2 separate regions of the Pan troglodytes genome follow, and region 1 is linked to region 2. A link is a contact called in public HiChIP or PLAC-seq data. All regions are on one chromosome and are shown on one strand. Each heading gives the region's core, a stretch centred on a gene start, on an enhancer-like site or on the middle of the called end of the contact. The rest is flanking DNA. Distances are from core to core; before and after follow the strand shown.

Region 1 (2,700 bases), core at 112-2,611, 180 kb before region 2:
AAATCCCCCAGGGGCCCTGCTGTGGTCACAGCCCTCTCACCCCCAGCTGTATCCACCATTCTGACACTTAGAGTAAGCACCTTCTTGCCCTTCTGTCAATTATTTACTACTTAATGATGCTTCCCTAAAGAATGCAGTTTAATTTTGCCTGTTTTGGAATTTTTGTGAGTGGCTAGATTCCATCCTGTGAATATGAGCACACTGTTTCTCCATCCTGCTCTCCGTGGGTATTCAGTGCCATGCAGTCCAAGCGGTGATGAAGAATGCCATGCACACTCCTACGCAGGTTTCCTGGTGCTCATAACTACACATTTCAGGAGCACGTTTTGTATCAGCAACTTGGTGAAGACTGATGTCCTTTTGAGTTTTCGGAGGAAGTGCTGGTTCTCCTGCCCTTCTTCAGGGCTGTCCTCCGAGACTGCAGAGAACTAGTGACCACCCTGCTGGCTGCGGAGCTCCTGTCAGTCAGAACTCCTGTTTATTCTTCGCCCGGAACAGGGCCTTGCACCCATATGCAGACAGCCGATGCCACGGGGTGAAGGAATGCTCCGGGAAATCTGGGAAAAGGCGACCAGGCACTTTAGATTGTGGGTCACCCTCTGCCTTCTAATCCTCCATCACTTAGGGGAGAAAGGAGGTAGCCACAGGCTGGCTTTTCCAGGAAAGCCTCCGAAAAACAGACGGACCCGGAGGGACCGGACAGAAACGCTCGGAGGTGCACGACGGTCCGAGCAGGCCCCTGACTGCTGGAATGGGCGTGTCCGCTGATCTGATCCCTGATACCAGCTACAATTTACTAAAAACTTCTTAGACTTTCTAAGTGCTTTAAACGGATTATCTGGGTTCTGGGGCCGCGCCGGGAGGTGGCGGTGTGGTCCTGCGCGAGCGGCCGGCCGCGTTCAAGTTCAAGCTCCGGGCTGGGAGGGAGCTTCCCGACCTCCGCGTTTCTGTAGTAACTTAAAGAGCCAGGCTGGGGGCTGAGGGGCTGAGGGTGGGAGGGTTCTGCGCCCCCCACTGGGGGGCGGCGGGGAAAGCGAGGGCGCGTGGCCTCCCCCCCCGGCTCCGGCGGCACAGCCGGGGGGCCCGGCTCCTCCCCGTCGGGAAGACGCCGCTTCTCTGGGTGGCAGTGAAGGGTCCCCGGGGCCGCGCCCGCCCCCGCGCCACACGGGCCGCGCCGCCCTCGGCCCTCGTCCCCGCTCCCGCCCGCGGTTCCCACCGCCCGGCGAGGTCTCCAGGCCCCTCCCCGGGTCCCCGCCCCAGGCCCCGCCAGACCCGGCGCCGCCGCCGCCGCCGCCGCCGCCGCCGCGGACCCCGCCCGCGCGCCCAGCCCCGCTCCCCCCGCGAGCGCGCTCCCGCCGCCGGCCTCGCCTCCCCTCCCCCTCCCTCCTCCTTCCTCCCCCGCCCCTCCCGCTCCCGCTCCCGCTCCCGCCGCCGCCTCCGCCCGCCGCCCCGGCCGCGTCGGGTAAACCTGTTTGGCGAGGCGGCCGCGCCGGGGCGGATCGTGCGGCCGGCGGCTCCCTCGCGGCTCACGGCGTCGGGGCCCGTGGCGCGCGCGCGGCCGCCCCTCGGCCCCGGAGCCCCTCGGCGGCGCCACCATGTACTCGGGAGCCGGCCCCGGTGAGTCCTCGCGCTCGGGGCGCCCGCCCGGCCGTTCGCGCGCTCCTGCCCGTGGTTGGCGGGCCCGGCGCGGGCGGCAGGGGCCGGGGATCGGGGGGCCGCGGGGTCGGGGCGGCGGGGGCCGGGGGCGGGAGAGCCGGGGCCGCGCTTGGGGGCTCGAGGAGCGGCGGCGGCGGGGCCGAGCCGGCCGTTTTCTCGGCCCCGCGTTGGACGCGCAGCCCCGGCCTCCTCGGCCCCCGCGAGTCGTCGGGGCGCCCCGCGCGGCCTGGGCCCCTCCCGCGCCTCGGGCCCGCGTCCCAGCGCCCTCGCATCCCCCGCCCGGGGCCCGCGGGCTGGGGCCGGGGCCGAGGCGGCCGCCGCGTGTAGGCCCGAGGCCCGGAGCGCCCCGCTTGGCCCGGCCTCGCTGCCCGGGCGGGGATGGGGGCGCCGCAGCCCGGCCCGGCCTGACCCTAAGCGCCTGAGCGGGTGGAGGCCGGGTCGGGGCGCCGGGCTCGGGGCGCGCACGGGCGGGAGGGGAGGGGGCTGCGCCGGTCCCGACCCCAGCCGCGGTGAGTCTGTGGCGCGCTCCGTTGTGGTCCTTCTTGTTGCCAGCACTTCTTCGGCCCCTTTTCCCAAGGAAAGTCTGGAAATGCTGAATTTTGGCCAATTCCTGTAGTTAGGACTGTCGCCTGGAAAGGGGAGGACGCGGCTCCCCGGAACCCTCAAACTGCGTGCGCGGCTCGTTCTCATTCCAGACACGCCGGCCTCCCCATTCAAGTGCTAATTCCTTTTACAATTTCCTAGGAGAGGTGAGGCGAGGTGGATTCCTGTAGCACCCCTTGTTGCTAGTCGGCCTTTCTCTGGAAAAGTTCTAAAAAACTTAAAGCAGTAGCGCATTGTTTTTCTTTTTAAATGCGGAGTAGAAGGCGGTTTCCTTGGTGGGCCAAAGAAAACGGTCAGGTGTTCTCCTGCTTTTGGCGTGCTCCCACCAGGCACGTGGCTCCTGGCTCTCTCGGCCGGCCTGGCCGCTGGGACGGGGCACCGCCTGCTCCCCTTTGTCCGCTGGGCCCCAGCCGGGCCGCAGGCGGCGCAGGCCCCGCCGGG
Region 2 (2,700 bases), core at 171-2,670:
TCCGTCTGCTTCGGCCTCCCAAAGTGCTGGGATTACAGCTGTGAGCCACTGCACGGCCTCCATGCGGTCGTAACACCATGAGGTAGCCACGTTGGGCAGCTTGTGCGTTGTCAGGGAGACACTCTTCCTCAGCCCCTGGGCACCTCTGTTGAAAACTTCCTGGCTGTCTGGCAGGCTGGAAATCAGCTCTATTTGTTTTGCCCTGAAGATATGTTTTATTTATAACTCATTCTGACTCTGTAGAAAATAATTCAATAAAAACTCAATTGGTTTTCCACTAGCCGTGAGCAGGGATGAGGGATAGTATCTTATTTTATAACACATGTGATAATAAAACAGCCCTGGTCACATAGCCCAGAGCGGGTAAGTGCCTGCTGGCTGAAAGGAAAAACGCTGGCTCAGACCATTTCTCCCTTGCTGCTGTATGTGCTGAGAAAACCACTCCTGTCCTCTTTACTTTTCCGTTTTAGGATTTTTTTTTTTTTTTTTTTTTGAGATGGGCTCTCTCTGTCACCCAGGCTGGAGTGCAGTGGTGTGATCTCGGTTTACTGCAGCCCCCGCCTCCTGGGTTCAAGAGATTCTCCTGCCTCAGACTGCCTAGTAGCTGGGATTACAGGCATGTACCACCACGCTCAACTAATTTTTGTATTTTTAGTGGAGACTGGAGTTTCACCATGTTGCCCAGGATGATCTTGAACTCCTGACCTCAGGTGATCCACCCGCCTTGGCTTCCCGAAGTGCTGAGATTACAGGTGTGAGCCACCACACCCAGCCCTTTTTAGTGTTTTTTTTTTTTTTTTTTTTTTTTTTTGAGATAGAGTTTTGCAGTTGTTGCGCAGGCTTGAGTGCAATCGCATGATCTCGGCTCACTGAAACCTCTGTCTTCCAGGTTCAAGCGATTCTCCTGCCTCAGCCTGCTGAGTAGCTGGGATTACAGGCGCGCGCCACTACATCTGGCTAATTTTGTATTTTTAGTAGAGACGGGGTTTCACCATGTTGGCCAGGCTGGTCTTGAACTCCTAACCTCAAGTGATCCACCCGCCTCAGTCTCCCAAAGTGTTGGGATTACAGGTGTGAGCCATTTCTCCTGGCCAGGATTTTTTAATTGAAAAAGAAATACATGTACATGTTAAAAGATTCAAACAGAACATTAAACATACATAACGGAGAGCGGCTCTCTGTTTTCAATTTTCCCTGCGGATGCCACTGTTAATTCATGTGCTGGGCATCTTAAGTCTGTAAGCCTCCCCCATCTCCTGCTTTATTTTATTTTATTTTTGAACCCAGAGGGGTTTAAATCCTTAAATGGCTTCTGCCCGCACTTAGCAAGCTTGGCGCCTTGGCACTGAACTAACGACAGCTGTCCTAGCCCCTGTCGCCACTTTGGAACCTTTTATGTGGATGGATTGTTGGGGCCCTCAAAGTCGGGAGTGCCATGGTGCCAGCTGGGGATCAAGACCGCGCGCCACACAGGGGGAAGCCGGCCCAGGCTGGGGCTCGAACCTCACGTGCCTCCCGGGCCCTGCGATCCTGGAGGCGCTCCCAGGCCGCGCGCGCCACGGTCACCCACCCACGTGGGGGGCACGACCGTGGGGGTCACGGGGGGTACCGTGAGGGTCACAGGGGGTGCCGCAGGGATCCACAGTGGGCTTCCGCGGAGCCTCCACCCCTGAGCTTCACAGAGGAAGTGAAATTTGAGCTGCGCGCCCTGAAGGACTGGTAAGCGGCGGGGACAGAACTGGGCCTCCTTCCAGCTGCGCCGCCCCAGGTGCAGAAGCTTTCCTCCTAGTCTCCGCTCTCTTGCTCCGGTCCCTCCCTCCCTCCTCGCTCCATCTCCCTCCATCTCCCTCCTTCCCTCCTCCTCTTCCTCCCTCCTTTCTCCCCTCCTTTTTCTCTCCCTCCTCCTCCCTCTCCCTGTCCCGTCCCTCCCTGTCTCCGCTTCTCTCCCTCGCTCCTCCTCCCTCCTTTCACCCCTCCTTTTTCTCTCCCTCCTCCACCCTCTCCCTGTCCCCCGCTTCTCTCTCTCGCTGCCCCTCCCTCCTTCTTTCACCCCTCCTCCTCCCACTCTCCTCCTCCTCCCTCCCCCGTCCCCTCCCTCCCTGTCCCCGCTTCTCTCCCTCGCTCCTCCTTCCTCCTTTCTCCCTCGCTCCTACCCTCTTGCTTCCCTCGCGTCTCTTGCAAAACCCGGGACGGATCGGGGGCCCAGGCCTGGCCTCCGCGCACGCGCAGGAGCAGCGCCGGCTCGGCCGCCAGTCGGAAGCGCCAGCCCAGAGCCTGGGAAGTGGCCGCAGAGGCTACTCGGCCCCGCTGCCCGCCAGGTCGTGGGCTCCCGCTCCGGGCCCGGGGCCACCGGCTGTGTAAGTGCAAAGCGGGGGGGCTCCCGGTCAGGCAATTCGGACCGGCTGCGGGGAGGGCTGCGCGGCTGGCCGTGGAGTCGGCGCGTCCCGCGGAGGGGCTCGCCCGGCCCTCACCTGTCCGGGCGGCGCCCGCCACACCTGTCCGGGTCCGCTGCCCGGCCGGGGTTCAGCGTGCACCTGCTCGAGGCGCCCTTGCTCCTGTTGGCGCTCTGCTTACATCTGTCCAAGGCCGTGTCCACACCCGCTGAAGACTCGGCGGACACCTGTCCGGGACCCGGCCCACACCTGCTGCCCGGGCCGGCTCTGCTCTCCCGAGCCCGCGGCGGGGGTCCCCTTCCCCTCT

Evidence for each region. HiChIP or PLAC-seq counts read pairs in DNA pulled down with a chosen protein or histone mark.
Region 1: an H3K4me3 HiChIP or PLAC-seq map of stem cell-derived excitatory neurons shows a contact between it and region 2, with 6 times the contacts expected there. The contact joins the promoter of AGO2 here to the promoter of TRAPPC9 in region 2. A contact is called at or near these places in 4 of 7 Hi-C or Micro-C datasets (blood, induced pluripotent stem cells, a lymphoblastoid cell line and 1 more), 1 of 1 datasets of contacts at active chromatin or transcription factors (stem cell-derived excitatory neurons) and 1 of 1 other capture datasets (stem cell-derived neural stem cells).

The regions. Positions count from the first base shown.
Region 1 is chr7:150,913,815-150,916,514 of NHGRI_mPanTro3-v2.0_pri, reverse strand. It overlaps AGO2 (argonaute RISC catalytic component 2), which reads left to right and starts at 1,361. Exons shown (of 19, transcript XM_024345294.3): 1 at 1,361-1,617. The coding sequence starts at 1,596.
Region 2 is chr7:150,737,249-150,739,948 of NHGRI_mPanTro3-v2.0_pri, reverse strand. It overlaps TRAPPC9 (trafficking protein particle complex subunit 9), which reads left to right and starts at 1,420. Exons shown (of 23, transcript XM_001142596.8): 1 at 1,420-1,719. The coding sequence starts at 1,436.